4 separate regions of the Mus musculus genome follow, and regions 2, 3 and 4 are each linked to region 1. The links are chromatin contacts, called in public Hi-C and HiChIP or PLAC-seq maps. All regions are on one chromosome and are shown on one strand. Each heading gives the region's core, a stretch centred on a gene start, on an enhancer-like site or on the middle of the called end of the contact. The rest is flanking DNA. Distances are from core to core; before and after follow the strand shown. Region 1 overlaps Nfib (nuclear factor I/B). Region 2 has its middle 62 kb from the start of Mpdz. Region 3 has its middle 21 kb from the start of Gm11412. Region 4 has its middle 86 kb from the start of Gm11412.

Region 1 (3,034 bases), core at 317-2,816:
TAATGTTCTAGACCTTCAATCTTCTAAAAAGTGTTATCTACTAGTGGCCGTGTCCTTTGATGAAAGATGAGCATGAAGTAATTCGAAGAGATGAACTAGAGAGGACAGGTCTATATGTGACCATATGCTGCCCAGGAACAAGAAATCTTGCTTGTCCCATTCTGTAACCATGGCCTGTTCAGTGCATGCATTTGGTGAGTGGTGAGTGTCATTCAAAACACTTATTCACACTGATCTTGAACCTCAGTCCCAGCGACTGTGTTTCCTACAGCCATGCCAGGGCCAAGGAAGTGGTACTTCCATCCTGCAAGCTCCTGCTAATTCACTCGCTGTCCCCAGGCCATGGACAGGCTGCTAACTCTTATTCACAGACACCAAACAGGAAAGCAAAGACAGGTTTGCAACTATCAAGTTCTTTGAAGAAAAAAAAAAAAGTAAGCCTTTAGCCAAAACCTATCTCCACATTCTTCTCTTCCTGCCATGCAATGCATCAGGCTTTGGCCAAAGATCACAAGTGAACTGAGAATCCTAAAAAGCAGCAGCACTCAGATCCACACTGAACCCTCCTGAACTCGATCGCACTTCACAGAGCTGTGAACAGAACTGTACTAGAAGCACCATCCGGACTGGCTCAGGGATGCTTCAGGTTCAGATCCAAGAGATCCGAGGTGACCCTAAGTTCCACTCAGTGCTACAGTTTTCTCCAACTTGAGCACAGAAGGATTAAAAAGAAAACACAAATATTGGCAAAGGTGATTTGAGGTTACTTGACCTTTCTGAAGGAAGGAAGGTTTTTGGCAACCATAACCTGGCAGCTGTCTGGAAGGCAAGGCCAGGACACAAAGAGGAAGACAGGAAGCAGGGAGCTGGCCATGTGTCCTTGGCAGGCAGCAGTGCAGCAGGGTGAACCACCTCATCCCTGCCAAACCAGAAACAGCGGGGAAAGCCCAGCTAATTGGCAAGTCGCAGACGGCTACAGTGTCCATCCTCTGCTGTAAATGACTGATGAAGCTAAAAGGAATGCCAGACCCTAATCTACTTAACTAGGATCCTCCTGGACTCTCTCAGAAACGTAATTTGCTCCTGTGAGTCGTATTTCCCAGGGAAGTGGTAAGGCATAAGGCACATCTTAAGATGACAAGGGCTAAAGAGAGTTTAAAGAAAAAAATGTTGTGGAGTCTGGTTATGCCCACAAACATTTGCTTCTGAAGGCTGTGTGTGTGTGTGTGTGTGTGTGTGTGTGTGTGTGTGATCTTTAACTAGCAAGCCTTCCACTGGTTTATTTTTTTAACTCAAAGAAAATTACGTAGTCAAAGTTGCATACTGAACAAAGACGGGAGTCCATTTGCAGGACCCAGACATCTACAAACAAAGACAAACCCCTGTAAGACACTCCAGGAAGCTGCAGGGCCACACCCACTTACTGCCGGCTACTGTTTGTACTTAGGCATTAGCTGGCTCAACTGTGGGATGATGTAGCTTCATCCCAAGGCTTCTGAGCCTTTGCCTGCTAAGGTTGGGACTCACACGGAGAGGAAGGGCAGAGGAGGCTGTGCCAGTAAACTGAGCCTCACTGGCTGCTACTAACAGGGTGAATCAGGGACCTGAGGGCAGGGTTTACTCCCCGGGGTGCACTCAGTGGTTGGGCACATTTTGTTTCATTTTTTTATGAAACTGTTCATGTCTTCTCCAAAATTCACACCTAAATTTCAGAGTAGCTTCTGCTTCTTTAAACACAACAGCAAATAATAAAATTAAATTGAAAAGATATTGCAAACACCTCTCTCTCTCTCTCTCTCTCTCTCTCTCTCTCTCTCTCTCTCAAACTGGAAAAAGAAACATCCCACAGAACTTTCATCCTTGAAGAATTTTCTCCCTCAAAAAAAAAAAGTTAATATAAAAAAATAAATGAGGACCTAGTATGCTTGACGCTGTTCTGAAGTAACACTGAGAAGCAAAATAAAAAGGGAATATTCAAACACTACCTGAGCTCCACCTCATAAGGAAGGATCAAAATTAATCTTCCACCCGGCATCAGAGCCCAGGGATGCCTGACCACCACCACCGCTTGTCCCATCAGCCACAGGGTGTCCTAACTGACTTCAGACTCCATATATCTGGAACCATCAAAGGTCCATCCTTTTGTCTTTGGGGACCAGTTCCATTGTCTATGTAAGAGAAGTTTTGTGGTGCCTCTCTCTAAAGTGGATGGCTCTTTCTCTACTGTGGGACCCTTTGGTACTATCACTGCCTAAGAAAATCCTTCCATGAGGCCCACCTCCTGGTTCCTTCCTGCCTGTAACCCCAGGGCAAACTCAACCAGCTCCACTTTGCTAAATTCTACTACTCATTGTCTGCGATTCCCAATCCTCTATAGCTAACCCTGCTCTCATTTGAATGACAAAGTCCTTATTGTCCTTATTCCAGCAGGACCTTTTGCCCACTCTCTCCCATTTCAGCGAACCAGATGAACCAGAAAGACTTGCTGGAAACCCCTCACCTCAAAGCCCTACTTCCAGGTGTTGGCCCAGCTCTTACCTTCTAAGGCTCCTCCCCCTTGTTTTGCTAATTGCAGGTCTCCATGCTCTGTACCCATATGGCTTTCATTACTGAAATGTCCTTACTCTGACGTCAGACAAACTCCAATTTCATCTTTAAAGTGCTTGATTCCCTTCATCTGGTATATTCTTCCTGGCCCTCTTTTTGCATCCACCTAATGAGACCACCCTGCAGGGTCCACATCACTTCCCTCCCATTCTAATATAAGGCTTTAACACTGTGTTAGGGCTGGTTGTACATGTGCCGTTTCCCTCCATAGTTGTCACTGACCATATCCTAACATATCTTTTACAGTCTGGGGCATCTGTTTACATTGCAGAAAGGGCGTTATCTTAAATATCCTATCCATGGAGAAATGGGATGAAAAGCATCCATTCCCTTAGGAAAGACAAAACAATTTAAAAGAAAGATAATAATGAGCTACCTACCAGCTTACACAAACAATTAACACCCAGTAGTGAGATGCTGGGGCTGG
Region 2 (3,034 bases), core at 332-2,831, 900 kb before region 1:
CTTAATTTGTTAAAGATACTATGCCTGAACTTTTGATAGAATGTTAGAAATTTATAATGCTAGCAATAATGATTTGTTGGGTAAAGAATGCCTTTTACTTGAGCCACATAGAAAGGACAAACCAGAAAAGATGTTAGCTCTACCTTTCCATATCTTTTAATAACAAACTTCTAACACTGGGAATGAAGGATAAGTTTCATTACTTGTTGACTCTCTTAACATCTGCTCTCTCTCCACTTCTTGCTCATCATTGTCATAAGGTAACCATGGAAATGAGAATCTGGCTTTTATTAACAAAGCCAGGGAAACCTGTGCAGAAACAAGGAGGTAGCCCACCACTCGCTTAGCAGTTGTTGTAAGGCTGAAATACCTTAAAGGCTTTTTCCTTTACACTGAAGTTCTTTTTCTGGTACACATATAAACAGGCCTGCATACCAAAAACATGCAGTCACTGCCTACATTCACTAGATGAGAGTTGGGCCTGCAGCCATACCACCAACAGACTAAGAATTTGCCAAGGCTCACAAAGAAGAGTCAGGCCAGATTTTCTCTCGAAAAATTAACTCTGAAATATCAAGTCAGGAGAGTAACAAGGTGTCAGAACGTACTCCAGGTGACTCCAAGATATGACGAAGTCCGATGGGTTCAGGCTGCAGTGGGACATCTCTGCATTACTTCTTGTTAATCTCTATATTTTTATGGGCAGTGAAATTCTGGTAACCTTCAACAGGGTGCATCTTTTTTTTTTCTGGGTTTTTGTTATTCCACTTTTACATTATTTCCCTTTCTTTTTTCCAATACACTATTTTGAACCTTAATTATATTTGTGTTTTCTTAGCCAGGTGATCAATCTTCATCTCTCCATTCTATGATATTCATTTTATTTCTTACTCTAAGTCAAGCTTGTAAATCCCTTCTTGCTACTTCCTGCTGAGTTTAGCTCCTAGCTCTAAGCTTTTCGTCAGGTTCCTCACCTGGAGTCAATATGCTTTGCTATTCAAGCATTGACACAGGACTGCAAGTCAAGATTATCGCAGAGCCATTCAGCACTATATTCTAGAGAAAATGCTAGAATACTTTCCCCAAAATATTCTAGACAAGAATTTTATTCAGATAAGATTTATCAGTATGAATGTGAAGTTTTCGAGGATTTGTTTTAAACCTGAGGACCGTTATCTGTCTGCCTCTCTTACTGCTCCAATCTGTGGTCCTTTTTCATTTCTATTGCCCCATGGCTGACTCTTCTTTCCAGGAAGTAACAACCTTCAGTTTGCTTTCTCTGTACTATCTCCTTCCTGGTGCTTCTTCAACAACTAACCATACTTCTCCATGAACAACACATACACACACATTAGTTAACATGCTGCTAGAATTCTCCCTGCCGCACAGTGGGGAGTGCCTCTCTGAGTGTTGTGCACATCCTAATTTCCAGATTCTGTAAATTAACTGGGTTGGCCCCAAACAATTTATATAGATTCTTGCAAAAAGAGGAGACTTTTCTGGCTGCAGGCAGAATGAGGTTCAGCAACAGAGAAAGGTCAGAGAGATGTGAATGGTCAGGTTTTACAGAGAGGAAGGCAGTCACAAGGAATGTGATCTCCCACGGGTGAAAAATTAGTGTTGTTGAAACTACTGACCTTCTGATAAATCATTAACAGAAGCAATGAAAACAAATGTACCTGGGTTCAAATTCCACATTTACTAAAATGATTATAAATCGAGACCATCAAAACATAGGATTTTTAAAGCTCCACTCTAATGGCAAGATTGCTCTCCCAGGCTAAGCTATCTTCCTTCGGAGGCCAAGATACTGCCTAATTACTGTAACGAATGAATATAAACTAACATGCTAATCAGTTTCATCCCGTGAGCTCAGAGAATTTTCAAGTATGACAAAATAAAGCCCTTAACGGATATTTTAGCTCACCGCTTAAGTGAAATAATTAAGTTGATGTAGAGAAACATAAAGTCAATGACTAGGTGGCTTGTACATATGAGCTGTTAAATGAAATTTTCCTGGTCAAATCTCCATTTAACATATTTTAAAAAATAAGGTTAGAATTAAAAAAGAGACTATCCACTCAGCAGCAGTGCACAGTTCATTAATTCACTCCTATTTATTTATTCAATAGCTCTTAAGTACATATATTATCGGCCATAAATAATTAAAGGCAGGTGTAGAACTGTAGACTCTCTCTAGCTTGTAAGAATTACACGAGGAAACAGAATTAATTCCCTTGACCTGGTAGTTCTGAGGAAGTAAAGGCAGGCCTGTCACAAAGGAAGCACAGGGCTTTTATAAAGGCAAGAGGGGAAAGACATGCACATGTCACTGATGACACCTTCACATAATTAACAACTGAAGCTTGAGGTTGCCCACTTCAGAGACTAAGCAGTCAATTAGAAGTATTAACTGAATACAAACTGTGTGTCCGATTTGGGGTGTCTAACAGCATAGGCTATGTCGGTGAATACAAACTGTGTGTCCGATTTGGGGTGTCTAACAGCATAGGCTATGTCGGTGAATACAAACTGTGTGTCCGATTTGGGGTGTCTAACAGCATAGGCTATGTCGGTGAATACAAACTGCGTGTCCGATTTGGGGTGTCTAACAGCATAGGCTATGTCGGTTTTACCTTTTGCTTCTGGAGGTTAGCTATGGTTCTGTTTCTCAAGGAACACAGACATGGAACAAGTAATTACCTATTAAACACAGGCCAAGAGGACGTGTGTGCAAATAGGGTCTCGATTAAGAATCAGAGACTTGAGGCACCAGTGAGCTAGCTCCAGGCGTAAAAGTTTTGTTGCCAAGTCTGACAACTTGACCTCTATCCTCCACTTGGTGGAAGGAAAGAACTGAACCCTGCAAGTCCAGATTCCACATTCACTCTGAGAGCCATGCACAATAAATATCTGATTTAATAAAAAAGAATTTAAAAAGCATCAGAGGGCTGGTGAGATGGCTCAGTGGGTAAGAGCACCCGACTGCTCTTCCGAAGGTCCAGAGTTCAAATCCCAGCAACCACATGGTGGC
Region 3 (3,034 bases), core at 359-2,858, 640 kb before region 1:
GGGTGCTTTGTAACCGCTGCAGATCCAGACAAAGAAAACTTTTATGCACGTAAACAAAACAGATTACCCTGAGCCAGGATTTCTGGGCCGAACATATTCCTTAGACTATTTCTGAGCGGTTATTTATGGATGTCTGTTTATCCCCTGGAGCCTGACTTTGGTGCAGTGAAACCACTCTGTGTTTAGTGCAATGGTCTGCCACCCCAGGGGATGGCTAGATGTCAAATATTTACCCCTGTGGGAATGAACGAAAGTCAGAGATACAGAGAAAATAGGAGTTAAGTGCAGGGTCCACGGGAACTAGCAGCATTTTGAGGGAAATGAATTTTAAAGAAAACAAATGAAATAAAGAGATATCACAGCTTTAGGGGTTTTGTTTTGTTTTTTAATGGGACAGGGAGGAGAGCCCTCTCAAGTATAAAGTGACTTCAAGCAGTGGAGGATTTTCACCTCCCTGCTTTCTCAGCAACCACACCCACCATTTTCTCACCTGGCTCAGCACCAGGCCCAGAGGGAGACATTTAAAATTTTTTATTCTTTTAATTGGAAACGGATGCTGTACCTTGTCTTTCAAGCCTGCTTTGAGAGGGAGGTAGGTAGTGAGGGATGAAGTAGTGAGGGACTAAGGGAGGAAAGAAAGATGAAGAGGCAGGAGGAAGGGGAGGGAGGGAAGGAGGGAGGGAGAGGGTGAAGAGAGAGGGAGGGAGGAGACCTAGCCAAGTATTAGTTTAGCCGGAATGAAACCTTGTAAAACTTTGAAATCAAATTTGGCATTCAACTCTGTAGATACTCACACTGGAAAACTCCAGAAAGTCACAAGAACGTTGACTGTCTTGCCCAAGATTCTTCTTTTCAAGTGTTGTGGCCCCCTGCTCCCTTCCCGAGCCATTTTCTTTGGCATTGGACTTACTGTACTATCGGGTACAACGCTACATTTCTACAGGCTGTGTCAAAGCATGTCAAGTTGCAAAAGGGCTTGTAAAATAATCATGGACAAGGAAACAGAACAGCCATTAAAGCTGTAAAGGGACGACTACACTGAAGGGCAGGCTTGAAATAAAGTCCATGTGACCTACGGAACAGGGGAAGCTTCTGAAGTCTGGAAGACAAAGCACAGGCATGTCTTCATTTCTTTTTTTTCACGGGGCACCGGGATTTTTACTTTGCTGTAGGCACCCGGAGCATAGGGGAGTTTGCTGAGGCCAGGTCTGATCTGAAGCCTGTCCGCTGTTGAGACGAATGACAAGGCCATCTCTGCTTAAACACCTGAGTTCAGAGTGACAGCAAATTCCAGTGGAGCCAGGTATCCATCTGCAAGAACTCCTAGCAGCTCACTTGTACTGGGAAGCGACCCTAGGCTGCCCTGCTTTTGGTGAGGACAGCTTTGCCTTGCGGCTGGGCACACCACATTCAAAAGCAAACATTGGACAGCTTCACCTTCTTCCACTTTGGCAAGGAAAATAGAATGCACAAAGGAGCATTCCTTTAGTTGTATTTAGAAATGAAAGTCCCGGCGGATTTAGGAGCTGGTGCCTGGGAGGCCCCTGCATTGTGAGCCCTGTGCAGCAGGCCGGCCCGCTTACACAAGCAGCCTTTGTTTTAATTAGCACAGGAGCAGCCCTCCCCTCCTCCTGCAGGGCTTCCACTTTACAATTGTCTGGGAACTCCCTCAGCTGAAAATGGTTACTAAGAAAATTTCCACAGAAATCCAACCAAAAGGGCCAGGCCAACGCTGGGCTTTTAAAAGCACTTTTCCAAATTGAGTCTTGAAGGAGTGGACCGCCTGCTGGAATGGATGTCCACTGTAGGGAGAACCCCAAGGTTAACAGTGGTTTGCTTCAAAATAGTAGTCAGTTCTTCCTACCTCTTGCCTCCAAAGAAAGAAAACAACACAACCTCCTTAAAATGGTGTTATGGATCTGGTGTAAAGTGACAAAGGCCAGGGCATTTAAAATGAAAGGAGACACTATCTCCAAGCTAGTTTTCAAGGTTGCATTGAATCTGAAGGTGGTGCAGTGAGTTACAGAAAGTGACTGTCACACCTCTACACACAGCTGCCCTTCCCTAACCTCTAGCTTTTGGACAACTGGTGCCCTGAAGTAGTGGAGATGCACGTGGTATTCAAAGAGAAAATTCAGTCGAGTTAGGCAAGGGGAGCCCTGGAGGCAGTCGAAGCTCCTGGAGATGGCCTTCGTAGCTTTGGTCAAGAAATGCATGTGGTTCCTAGCAGACGTATTACCACCTGATTCATCCTTTGCTGCAATTTTCTGGGTTTTATTTGTGCCCTTTTTATTTTCAACTGGAGTACTTTCAAATTGAAATTTGCAAAATGTGCTCAATGAAAAATTTCATCAAATGTGTACATATTTTATAACTCAAGCATAAAATTTAAATATGTTTTGAGATGTGTGTGTCATAAACATACTTATGTGATATAAAGTACAATTCATTTGTTCACTTGGAAAGCTAGCACATTTTTTAAAGTAATTAAAAATATAGTTTCATTTCTTTTTTTTGGGAGTTTTTTTTAATTAGATATTTTCCTCATTTACATTTCCAATGCTATCCCAAAAGTCCCCCATACCCACCCCCACAATCCCCTACCCACCCACTCCCCCTTTTTGGCCCTGGCGTTCCCCTGTACTGGGGCATATAAAGTTGGCAATTCCAAAGGGCCTCTCTTTCCAGTGATGGCTGACTAGGCCATCTTTTGATACATATGCAGCTAGAGACAAGAGCTCCGGGGTACTGGTTAGTTCATATTGTTGTTCCACATATAGGGTTGCAGATCCCTTTAGCTCCTTGGGTACTTTCTCTAGCTCCTCTATTGGGGGCCCTGTGACCCATCCAATAGCTGACTGTGATCATCCACTTCTGTGTTTGCTAGGCCCGGCATAGTCTCACAAGAGACAACTATATCTGGGTGCTTTCAGCAAAATCTTGCTAGTGTATGCAATGGTGTCAGCGTTTGGAAGCTGATTATGGGATGGATCACTGGATATGGCAATCACTAGATGGCCCATCCTTTCGTCAC
Region 4 (3,034 bases), core at 340-2,839, 570 kb before region 1:
GAGAGAGAGAGAGAGAGAGAGAGAGGAGAGATTTGGAAGGGGGAGATGGAAGGCAGGCAATTCATCAATTTATATTATCCACCAGAGAGCATTAAGGTTAAGGTTGTCTGCAGCTGCCTAAGAAAGTAGCCTTCCTCTCATGGAGGAAACCAATGAGCAAGCTCAGGACAGTGTCAAGTCAAAGATGCATTAAAACAAGTGGACTGTTAGTTGAATCCAGGGGATCAGATTTTTGAGATAGTTGGGGTCCAGGGAACCAAGAGAGCCAGTTGAAGCAACAGAACTAGAAGCAAAGCCAGGATAAGAAGCAAAGGGAGACAGGAGGTGGGTGATGGATTTGGCAGCCTCTGGGATCCGGAGGAATGCTATGTGGGTAGTCTGTGGGCACAGCACTCTCTGGAATATGTACACATACCCTCCACCCCAATCCATCAGCTCAGTAGATCCAGCCTAACTTTATCCTAGTGAAAACTCAAAATCTCACTTGACACTTTCTTGGATGTCCTTGTGTAATATGTAAAGAATTCAGACAAGATGAAAAGTCCTTAAAGCTCCACAGAGTCAACTACTTCTTCTACTCCTTCTGGATCCCAGAAACTTGATGTAAAGGTTTAGTGGGTCCTTTGAATGTAGGCAATTGTCTATACTATCTTGTGAGCTGTTCTTATTATTATAGTTATTAAGACTGTATACAACTTAACTGAAAGTGACTGAACCACAGGATTTTACACTTCAATAATTTTGTTGTCAGCATCATATGGATGATATTGCCACAAGAGGGAAAACTCTGCAAGAATATTTAATAAAAATAACTTTGGTAATAATCAGTGAAAAATAGAATTATTGAAATCATAAATGTAAAAGGCTTTGACAAATAAATATTTATAATTAAGGGAATTAGTGAGATGAGCATTGTACATGGTAGACATTTGCCTTTTTACTCAGTTGTCCAACTTTGCAAGGCCAGAGTCATATTATAATAAACGACATAGCTGAGGCATGCAGGTGTACATCAGAGAAGAAAAGTGTCTGGGGACTGTGTTCATGGTTGGTGTTTTTGTTTGGTAGGGCTTTTTAAAAAGGTCAATAAAAGACAAGATGGATTCCATTCTTCAGAAGGCCCAACTTCATTATCGTGGAGAGTACTGGGTAGTGGTAAGAGACTTCCACTTTAGTACAGACTCAAACCTGAGCCAGCAGCACATCCATTTCTGATCTTAAAGGAGGATAGGTCCTGTTCCTGAGGATGGGGGAAATGGAACACAGTCACCGATCCATGCATCCATGGTTTTAACACAACAACAATTAACAACAACAACAACAACAACAAAAAATCCCAGATATACGTGGCATTCATTAAGTCACAGGGCAAGGAAAAGCCAGAAACTGAAACTATAACACATTCAACTCCCATGTGGAAAAAAGACATTTGAGGACAGAGATGTTAAGTGCAAGAGATAGAACATGGGAAAACATGATTCACCATTCTTAGTAAAGTAGAGGCGACAAACCATCCTGGAATGTTAGTCGGTTGCCAGTCAGTGAGTTCCTGCCTTGTACTCTTGCCCTGATATGGGTCAGCCTGCAGGGCTCTCCTTATCTTTGTCTCTAGGAGGCCCAGGCTAATGGCATTTCCTTTTCTCCAGTTTTCATGAGGACCAAATCAGGAAAGGGGGCATGGAAAAGTAAACAAGACTCCTTCAGCTACATCCCGGATCTGAGTGGGTACACTCTGCTAACTTTGCATTGGTAAACTTTACACACATAAAGTCCCCAAGTTTAGTTAGGAAGAGAACAAACCCTCTGTGCCCAAAGAGAGAAAATTAGCATTTATGAATTTCTCCTTGCACAACAAATCCTGTGATTCCAAAGATACTGTTGACACTCCTATATACTAGTTAATTGTAGTTCTCCATTCTCAAGACCTGCTTTCTGCTACACAGAGATCAAACTCTTTTTGTGGCTTCTTTTGGTCTGTTAACCTCAAAATGACAGGTATTCTAAAAGGATCAGTTAGCCAAATGAACATTCAAATGAAGAAAGGCAATTTGCTGGCTCACAGCCAGCCTGAAATCCCATTATAAAGTTAGTGCATAGTCAGCTGCGCTGAGGGATGCTCTTTCTTGAGTGCTGATCCAACCCGTTTTAAAGTCGGCTTCATGTCCTTATCTTTTTCATTTCACAGCTGTCAGTGTCTCTCCTTTTACTTTGTCTTTCTTGGCCACACCTAGACATCTAGTGCAACATCCTCCTTAGAAGCATACCAGGTTCTCAACCCTCAGCTCTGACCTATAAACACTACAAATAATTAAAAGGAGCAGTGATTGAGGAATAATTAAGCAGGGATGTTCTGTGATAGAGTATGATCATATCATAGATAGGTAAGTAGGTAGATAGATAAATGGTAATTTAAGGTTTTTAGAGAAAGTTGTAGGTGCATATATTTCCATGTTAAATTCAGGGTTTTTAGTTCCTTCACTGAGTATTATAAATATTTCAATTCTCTTTATAGTCTCCTAGGATAAATATAAAAATACTTATAGATTTATTATGGACTCTAAATGAAGGCACAGTTATAAAGCTGTGTATAGAATCATCAAAACCAATGGCAGCAATAAGGGACACTCAGATATTGTCTTTGTTTGCTTTCTATTGCTGTGATAACATGCTGTAACGAAATGTGGAGGAAAGGGTTTATTTGGCTTACAGTTCCACATCACAGTCCTTTATCAAAACAAGTCAAGGCAGGAACCTGGAGGCAGAAACTGAAGCAGAATCGAAGAAGGAACTCTGCTTACTGGATTGCTCCTCCATCCTTCCTCAGCCTGCTTTTTAATAGCACCCTGGAGTACCTCCACAGCGGTAACACCACACTCAATGGACTGGCCTCTCACAGGAATCATTGGACATAGTATTACCCAAAGATCCAGCAATACCACTCCTGGGCATATACCCAGAAGATGCTCCAACTTGGAATAAGGACACATGTTCCACTATGTTCATAGCAGCCTTATTTATAATAGGCAGAAGCTCG

What was found. Hi-C and Micro-C count contacts between places; a contact is called where the count stands out from the background. HiChIP or PLAC-seq counts read pairs in DNA pulled down with a chosen protein or histone mark.
Region 2: a contact with region 1 is called in a Hi-C map of liver, with 4 times the contacts expected there. The contact joins two enhancer-like sites. A contact is called at or near these places in 4 of 484 Hi-C or Micro-C datasets (the N1E-115 cell line and liver) and 1 of 115 datasets of contacts at active chromatin or transcription factors (fibro-adipogenic progenitors).
Region 3: an H3K27ac HiChIP or PLAC-seq map of stem cell-derived neural progenitor cells shows a contact between it and region 1, with 4 times the contacts expected there. The contact joins two enhancer-like sites. A contact is called at or near these places in 1 of 15 datasets of contacts at CTCF or cohesin (the NIH/3T3 cell line) and 1 of 115 datasets of contacts at active chromatin or transcription factors (stem cell-derived neural progenitor cells).
Region 4: an H3K27ac HiChIP or PLAC-seq map of heart atrium shows a contact between it and region 1, with 4 times the contacts expected there. The contact joins two enhancer-like sites. A contact is called at or near these places in 1 of 15 datasets of contacts at CTCF or cohesin (the NIH/3T3 cell line) and 1 of 115 datasets of contacts at active chromatin or transcription factors (heart atrium).

Annotation. Positions count from the first base shown.
Region 1 is chr4:82,399,280-82,402,313 of GRCm38.p6, forward strand. The region is part of intron 2 of Nfib (nuclear factor I/B); the gene reads right to left. Among named protein-coding and RNA genes, the nearest start is that of Nfib, 100 kb to the right of the region's middle. Within about 2 kb of position 1,567, at least 153 of the 459 cell types and tissues checked have an H3K27ac peak or open chromatin away from gene starts, as enhancers often do. A contact at or near this core is called in heart atrium, liver and stem cell-derived neural progenitor cells, where this site is marked.
Region 2 is chr4:81,503,695-81,506,728 of GRCm38.p6, forward strand. No RefSeq gene overlaps it. Among named protein-coding and RNA genes, the nearest start is that of Mpdz, 62 kb to the left of the region's middle. Within about 2 kb of position 1,582, at least 8 of the 459 cell types and tissues checked have an H3K27ac peak or open chromatin away from gene starts, as enhancers often do. A contact at or near this core is called in liver, where this site is marked.
Region 3 is chr4:81,762,868-81,765,901 of GRCm38.p6, forward strand. No RefSeq gene overlaps it. Among named protein-coding and RNA genes, the nearest start is that of Gm11412, 21 kb to the left of the region's middle. Within about 2 kb of position 1,609, at least 69 of the 459 cell types and tissues checked have an H3K27ac peak or open chromatin away from gene starts, as enhancers often do. A contact at or near this core is called in stem cell-derived neural progenitor cells, where this site is marked.
Region 4 is chr4:81,828,587-81,831,620 of GRCm38.p6, forward strand. No RefSeq gene overlaps it. Among named protein-coding and RNA genes, the nearest start is that of Gm11412, 86 kb to the left of the region's middle. Within about 2 kb of position 1,590, at least 18 of the 459 cell types and tissues checked have an H3K27ac peak or open chromatin away from gene starts, as enhancers often do. A contact at or near this core is called in heart atrium, where this site is marked.